2 separate regions of the Capra hircus genome follow, and region 1 is linked to region 2. The links are chromatin contacts, called in public Hi-C maps. All regions are on one chromosome and are shown on one strand. The core of a region is the stretch at or near the end of the contact, and the rest is flanking DNA. Distances in the headings are between cores, read along the strand shown. Region 1 holds the start of IGSF6 (immunoglobulin superfamily member 6). Region 2 overlaps POLR3E (DNA-directed RNA polymerase III subunit RPC5).

Region 1 (4,142 bases), core at 813-3,312, 170 kb before region 2:
CTGAAAACTTCAGGCAGACTATTCACTTGTTCTTCCCAATTCTGTCCCTTGATTTCCAAAATTTCCGATGGTTTATCCCACTTGCCACCTACTAAAACAAAAACATGAAGTTAAATTCTTGAACAAATTATTCAAAAGAGGGAAGAGGGGAAGAACAATATTGGCTAAGGACTTGGTGTGTACCAAGCACTGGGTGCTTTGATGAATGATCTCCCGGGTGACCCAGCAGTAGGACAAAGAGGAAGCAGAGACTTAGGAAGACTGAAGAACGTGGCCCAGCTTGCAAGGTTAATGAACACTGGGGCAGAAATGTAATCCCTCATTAAACCAGACCCAAAGCCCACACTACTACTTGCTCTGACAGCTTCTTGATATCACCCTCCCTTAGACTGACAGGTGTGTAATGGTTAATAGGTTTGGAAAACTGCTTATTAAACACTGGGACATTGAGGCAGAGTAGAACAAAGTTTGAAAGAGTGCTTTGGATAAACGTAAGAAAACGCCACTACTGTAGTAAAATTATGCCACATATTAACTAGAGAGGTTTATCAGGCTGAAAGTAAAAATAGGTTAAGGGAGACTTTTAATTTCTAAAAACAGACCATTTGGTGTGCTTTTCAAGAGAGATCAATCCATTCTCTAACTTTTCAGAAGAATTTCATACAAGTTAACCTCCAGAACCAGAGAAAGGATATAACACACTAGAATGGATGAATCAACCTAGCATTTCTTGCAACAGTGACTCAAGTCTGTGTTACGTTAGTCATTTCCAAACCCATGAGCGTCAGATGCCCAGGTACTAGGGGGCTAGAAAAAGTCTTCAGTTCACATACATACCAAGCACTGACTACAGACGCGCACACACACACACAGTGGTATATATAAAATCTGGGGGGTGCTTTCCGACACAACAATGATGTAAAAAAAAAATATACAGTAATGTTAAAAGTATTACTAAATACAGATTGAGAATAACTTTCTGTAAATGACGAAATATATAGTCAACAAGTGCCAAGCATACAAACGGTACAGTGGAGAGGGCTTCATTCTCTCCGGCAGTGAGCACCCCTCTTCCCCGTGGAAGGCAAAGCCTGGGGAAGCAGCTTCCCCCTCCTCTTTCTTGCAGCTCAGGCACTGGCTCATGACCTAAGCTCAGAAACACTCGCCGCGACCTGAAATGAGGAGCAAGTGGCCCAGAGGTGGGGACGTGAGGCTCCTTCTCTGGGAAGGCGGAGCAGTGGTGTGAGTCCAAGCAGCTCGGGCAGCACGGAGTGGTACTACTGACAGGCTGTGGCCCACGCCAAGGCAGCAATGCTTGCCGGGGGCAGTGTGCTCTTCACATCAGCTTTATAGCAGATTTCAGGGCATGTGTCTTGCATGTAGACCCCAACACATGATTCTCCAGTCCTCCCAGGGACTCAGTGTGCTACCCTCAAATCCTTTCAATAAACTCCCTTTTGCTTATTAAGTCAGCCCAAGTCACTTTCTGCTGTTTACAAAGAACCTGACTGATGAAGCCCCCGAGGGACTAGGATGGGGTTCTGGATGACAAAGATTCCACACATTTATTTCACAATAAAAGCGGTCACACAAAACTGGGGCACAAGGGCTCCCCAGGTGACTTAGTGGTAAAGAATCTCCTGCCAATGCAGGAGATGCAGATTTGAACCCTGGGTTGGGAAGATCCCCTAGAGAAAGAAATGGTAACCCACTCCTGTATTCTTGCCTGGGAAATTCCAGGGACAGAGGAGCCTGGCAGGTTATAGTCCATGGGGTCGCAAACAGTTGGACATGACTTAGTGACTAAACAAAACTGGGATACAATTAGTTAATGGCACCCAACTTATTTATTCATCGTTCACTGATTTTTCTCATCTCTACATGAAGATGGACTTTCCAGGTGGTGCTAGTGGTAAAGAGTCCGTCTGCCAATGCAGAAGACGGAAGAGATGTGAGTTCAGTCCCTGGGTTGGGAAAAGCCCCTGGAGGAAGGCATAATGACCCACTCCAGTATTCTTGCCTGGAGAATCCCATGGACAGAGGACCCTGGTGGGCTACAGTGCATAGGGTCGCAGAGAGTCGGACACAACTGAAGCGACTTAGCACACTACATGAAGGTATTTCCTTCTGCTTCTCCTCGATTTCCAGCAGTTATCAGCCCAGCACCAAGAACAAATTAGATGCCCAAGAGCACAGACTGAACTGCTCTAGAAAATTTAAGTATGATTTATCTGTCAAACAATACTTTCTAGGAATATGCACCAAGGTAAATCAAAATCTCACCCAAAACATCTAACATCTTTGAGGCTTTGTAAAACCCAAGAAAAACGTGACCATATGAACATTTAGAAGTGTGCTCTAAGCTAAAATCTCAACTTTAAATGGTGAAACTGCATTACAAACAATCTTTACACAATTTCAAAAAGTTCCCAATTATGGTTCCTCAATAAGAGTTCCTCTCTTTGGTTCTTCCTTTCTTAGAGGAAAAAAAAAAAAAGCCAAAACTCTCCTCAAATACACACTCCCACACCTCACACATACACACAGAAATGGAGACTGTGAACAGAGGAAAGATTATTCTCGGTCTGGAACTCAATCTGATTCTGTTTTATGTCGGTAAGGTTCTTTTTTTTCCCTCCATTTTATTTAAATCAATTGCTACTTTTCATCTAAAAATTCATTTATATTTTAACCCCCTACAGATTTTTAAATGTATAACATTATGGAAACTGTCTAAGGTGACAAATTTCCTTTTTTCTCAGAGAAATAGGTAATAAAAAAACAGTTGAGAAAAAAAATTAATATTAACATTGAAAATTTCCTTTGCTATCATGCTGCTTTAGACAAGAGTACCTCTCCAAACAAAGGCTTGAAAATATTCATAAAATCACATTAATCATTAACAATTCAGTTCCCATACAGGCAAACTGACTCTGCACTAAATAATTGAATATTTTTTAAAGAACAGTGTTTCAGAAAAAGCTGAATTTCTATAAATTGAAGTACCTGTCATTTAAAAAAACTGCTATGGCTCCTTCCTTCAAAAATAACCATATCACAAATATATGGATACTTTTGCCTGTTTTTTCTCTATGAGAGAGTTTCCGATATCACAGTTCTAATAATTTCATCATTGTTCTAAAAAATCTCATAATCTCAGATTTGCTCACAAAGTTTGGGTCATAGGCCAGGAAAGGGAACAAAAGCTCTTATTTTTTTCTCATCTGTAAAGAAATATTTTAAAATGTTAACCGTGATTTGGTAGGGGCAGAGTGGTGAAAGGACTATGGGTGACTTTTTTGTTTCTACTTTCAGTAATAAGTCTATTAATTCCCTAATAAGTATATATATTACTTTTATAGAGCAGTCTAATTAGCATTATTTTTTAAAAGAATTATCTTTCAAAGATATATACTGAAAGATGTGCAGACAAATTACCTGGAATTTGCCCTAAAATAACGAGAGAGTAAAGGCACAAGTTAGGGAGAAGAGCTGAAACAAGCCTGGGCTGAAGTCAGGTGATGGTGGAGAAGTTGCTGTGCTGGTCAACTACTTCTGCGTATGTTCGAAATTTTCCATAAAGGCGTTTTTTAGAAAGTTCAGAAATTACTTCTCTATGTATTTTCTAGCTTGGTCTTCAAAAACAGTAATCTTTTTTCATTCCCTTCACTAAGAAGATAAACTTTCAACCTTTTTCAGAGGGTACTGTGTTTAAAAAGAAACCCTACAGAATGCGAGAGTCCTTCAAGCGCAGCTCTTGACAGGAGTGGGCTGCAGGCTGACACATTATCCAAACTTCCCTTCCGCTCTAAGCTGCCGCCTCATCCACGCGCGGGGGCGGGCGGGGGCGGGGGCGGGGGCGGTTGCGGGGAGCAGCCGTCTCCTCACAGCCTGGGCTCTCACAGGAAACCACCACACCGGGTTTTCTCCCTTCCAAGGCGGTCATGAGCAGAGATATGAAACTCCAAAGCTGCAAGTATTTATTTTACCCTGGAACACTAGTTCTCAAGGAAAAATGTTGAAAGACAGCTTCCCTTTTAAAAACTACCTCATGGAGGAGTTGACACTGGGACCTTGCTGCTTAACTTCACGACTCTGGCAGGCCCATTACTATACCTCACAAGGCCGCTTCTCTACTTCTA
Region 2 (4,078 bases), core at 1,288-3,787:
ACGGACATGTGGATCATTTCCACTTTGCTCTATCATGGATAATGCTTCTGTGAACACCTATGTACAAGTTTTTGTGTGGTGATGTTTCATTTCTCTTGCATAGATGTTTTCTAAGAATGGAACCGTTGGGTCATAAATACCTTGTATTTAAGACAAAATTCTACTCCTGCCTCAAAGGTCATGCTGTGTGTGTGTCTGTGTCCCAGGAGGATGATGACCTTGGAGCCCCACCCCTTCAGGTTTGGCAGTATCTGTAAAAGTCCTTGGAGGTGGCAAACCCCAGTCCCCTGACAGCCTGGCCTCCGTGGGTGAGAGGGCAACAGGCAGGAAGGCCAGGGGTCTCCAGGCAGAGGAAACAGGCTGCACGCGTCGGATGTTTTTTCTCTCTCTCTTAAGCGGCAGGAGGAAATAAACTTCAAGTGTAAGGGCTTTTTCCCTTCTCTATACAGATTTAAAAGGAGGTTTCTCTTAAAATTCTGTGTTGCCATAATGACACCTGGTTTCACCTGAACTCTTCTTAAACCTTGAGCTAACCAACGCGTTTTTCTTAAGGAAATGTTTTTCTTAAGCCATGTTAATGAACTATGTATTTACCCTAGATTCTGTCTTTATTCAAGATGGTCCACATTAAGACTCAGAACGGGTAAGGGTTACTCATACATTGTTCTGCCAATCTATGTTAACGAAACTACATATTTACTTGGAAACCTATCTTTCTTCAAGATTCATGTCAATGTTTTACGGCCCAGGATGACTTACCTTGTGCCCATGTTATCTCAAAATGCATGTTGTGGGTGAGGGGCTTGGTGCCAGTCTCTTGAGTTTTGAGACATTCCCTTTCTCTAATTAGCAGCCTGTAGCTATATAAGAGAAGGCAATGGCAACCCACTCCAGTGCTCTTGCCTGGAGAATCCCAGGGACGGGAGAGCCTGGTGAGCTGCCGTCTATGGGGTCGCACAGAGTCGGACACGACTGAAGCGACTTAGCAGCAGCTTAGCAGCTATATACCATCCGGCCAAAGACTAGCAGGGGTACACTCTTTCTGCCCCCTTCTGATGTCTATGTCAGAAGCTTTCTCTCCCTTTTATACTTTAATAAAATTTTATTACACAAAAGCTCTGAGCAGTCAAGCCTGTCACTGACCCCGGATTGAATTCCTCTCCTCCAGAGGCCAAGAATCCCGGCGTCTTTCACGGCTCAGCAACAACCTTTCTGATGAAGCCTTCAGGGCGTCCTCTCCTGGCCCCAGCCCTCATCCTGCTTCCCTCCCACCCTCTCAGCCCTCGCGGCAGCCCAGAGTGGGTACCTTGCCTGTAGAGCGCAGCAGCGTAACGGGACGTGTTACTGGTGGTCTGGGAAGAGCAGAACGTCTGCTTGTCCATCAGCTTCCTGGAAGCACAGGGAGAACGAGGGTCAAGCGGAAGGAAGCTCAGGCCTGGGCCTGGAGGCACAGCCCCCTCCACCCTGGCACCTGAACCCCAACAGCCAGAGACCAAGGCCGCACGTGCCGCAGGAGGGGCGCTGGGATGAGGAAACTCAACTGTGGCCCAAGAGACACACAGTGGATGGGAGCTCCCTCTCCCATCAAGGGGCCAGCTTTCCTCTCGGCCCAGTTAGAACTTGGTCAGAGGAGCCATCTCAGGAGGGAAGACTATTTCCCTGGGGACGAGCCCGTGCCAGGCCCAGTCATGCAGAGATGAGCCGCTGGTGGGGAGCCCAGCTGTGGGGCACAGGGCCTCGGTGTCGCTGAGGGCCGTGGAAGGCTCATATTTGAAGAAAGCGAAGCTCGGCACCCTTAGGGCCCAGGGCACTCACGAGGAATACGTGTTGGTCTCGTCAGCGCAGGCCCCATCCACATTCAGCGCAATCTGCTCCCCTTTGCTGCGGCAATAGTTGGGATTCAGCGTGTCGATGGCCATCTCAAGCTCTACCTGGAGGCACCAAGCACCCCCACCAGCTATGGGGACCCCGAGGCACAGCGCTCAGGGGATCCCCCAACCCCACCACACCCATCTCCTAACCTCAGTCTCTGCCAGAAGCAGGACTGACACCATCCCTCCCCAAAGGCCCCTGGACTTCAGTCCACACAAAGGCTACAGACCCAAATTCCAAGAGAAGGGCCTGAGTGTTTTTTTTGGAAGGGGTTCATGTAGTTTGCTTGCCGCCACATTCCACTCCCCAAAGTCTACATTAGGTACCCACATTTAAAAATCAAGAGCTTTTCTCTTTTCCTTATTTCCAACTTCCTTTCAAATGTCAGCAGAATTGGCAATGCTGGTGTAGCTTTTTGCATGACAACAGGGCTTAGAGCTGTAGCTAGGACAGGCCGGTCTCCTGGCCCCTGTCAACCCAGCGCTGAGAGTCTTGAGATTCTCCATACCGGGCCCTCTTCACACTGGCCCTGTCCTGTGACCTTGAGTCCACCCCATCCCGTGTTCTAATTCAACTCAGGCCTTCCTCCTGCCTGGCCTCTCTGGAGCTGCCCACCTCCTTTCTTTCTGGAAGTTTCCTTCTGCAGCTCTCAAGGCCCTGCAAGTTGCTGGTTCTCTTCTTTACTCTCCAATCACTCCTCTGGGCTTCTTTCAGCTCCCACTCTATCACCTCTCCCGTCCCTCCACCTCCGCCCAGGAGGCCAATCCCACCTTCTGCTGCTTGGGCTTGATCTTGGCTGAGAGGTGCGGAATGTCATCATACGTCATCGAGGCTGGACGCACTGGGTACTGGGGAAGGGGAACGGAGCCGTCAGTCCACCCTGCCCAGAGCTGGGCTCTAGGGGCGCTGGCCAAGAATCAATAGCTACTCTCCACTCCCGCCCCAGACTGGAGGCCCCCACTGGTCTCCTGAATCCCGTCTCACTGGCTCCAGCTAGCCTCCTTCCAAAGAGCCACTTTCACACATCCGAGGGACACGCCCAGGCATGAGGAACCCCAACAGGCCCCAGCACGCATGGCCTATGGCCCCTAGGAACCCAGCATAATGCCATGGGAGTCAAGAGAAAGGGTCCACAGTCTTAACTGCTCATTTACAGGCCACCCAGGTGGAGAAGGACAAGCAGAATGAGACCACAGGAAGCAAAAGGGGAAACGAAACTGCTCGCTGCAGAGGCAACTGCCGCAGAGGATGCTGTGGCCTTCAAACCCTCTGCCCCTGCAGCCACTCCACCGACAGGGCACCCTAAGGGCATTCAGGAAGGAAAAACCAGGGGTACCTGACGGTTAAGGCGCATAACAAAGGAGCGATCTCAAAGAACGCAGGCTGTTCCACTTCCCCCACACAGAGAAGCTGTTCGTTTGCAAAAACTCCTATCTACCCTCTCCTCCCTTATCTCTTCAAAATAGTCCTGCAGGGCTGAGAGGCTATCTCTGGGCTTTCCTCTTCAGTACATCTGCTGAACCAAATATAATTCTCATTCAACTGTTAGATTGTGCTTTTCTCCCAGTCAACAGATCTACAGGAATCACTATCCCATTCTCTCTCCTTCTGTTGATGGGCGGTGGTGGTGGTGAGTTAGTTGCTAAGTCATGTCCAACGACCCTGTGGACGGTAGCCTGCTAGGCTCCTGTCATGGGATTCTCCAGGCAAGAATACTGGAGCAGGTTGCCATTTCCTTCACCAGGGGATCTTCCTAACTCTGGAATCGAACCCAGGTCTCCTGTGTTGCAGGCAGATTCTTTACAGGCTGCAGGCTGATGTGTGGGCTTTTCCATCAAGTTGGAAGGGAGCTGGTCTGCCAACTGACCTGCTCAGAGAGGCCTCTCTGGGCCCCCGTGTCAGCACGTATGAAGTTATTTTGCATCACACGAGTGTACTGCTCTCAAATCGCTTCTTTTGCCCTGAACAAAGAAGGCCGTGGTAACTTCCTTCCTCACAGACCCACTCTTCATTTCTTTCTCCCGTGCCGTACGTACACCACTCGGGGGACGGATGAGTCACGGTTTGGACTCACTCTCAAAAGACTGTGGCCAACACTGTGAGGAGCACAACAGCCTCCAGAAGGAGCCTGGCAGAGGCGTGGCACTGCGTAAAGTAAACGCTCCTTTGGAGGCCATCTGAGATCAGTTAGTTATATTCTAGCCCA

The links. A called contact is a pair of places that touch in the nucleus more often than the background predicts.
Region 1: a contact with region 2 is called in a Hi-C map of blood, with 3 times the contacts expected there. The contact joins the promoter of IGSF6 here to the enhancer-like site in region 2. A contact is called at or near these places in 2 of 5 Hi-C or Micro-C datasets (blood and liver).

What each region holds. Positions count from the first base shown.
Region 1 is chr25:20,085,581-20,089,722 of ARS1.2, reverse strand. It overlaps IGSF6 (immunoglobulin superfamily member 6), which reads left to right and starts at 2,062. Exons shown (of 6, transcript XM_005697599.3): 1 at 2,062-2,616. The coding sequence starts at 2,550. It overlaps METTL9 (methyltransferase-like protein 9), which reads right to left. Exons shown (of 5, transcript XM_018040834.1): 5 at 1-88.
Region 2 is chr25:19,918,005-19,922,082 of ARS1.2, reverse strand. POLR3E (DNA-directed RNA polymerase III subunit RPC5) reads right to left here. Exons shown (of 22, transcript XM_018040862.1): 5 at 2,643-2,720; 6 at 1,816-1,931; 7 at 1,307-1,389. Among named protein-coding and RNA genes, the nearest start is that of POLR3E, 11 kb to the right of the region's middle. Within about 2 kb of position 2,537, at least 2 of the 5 cell types and tissues checked have an H3K27ac peak or open chromatin away from gene starts, as enhancers often do.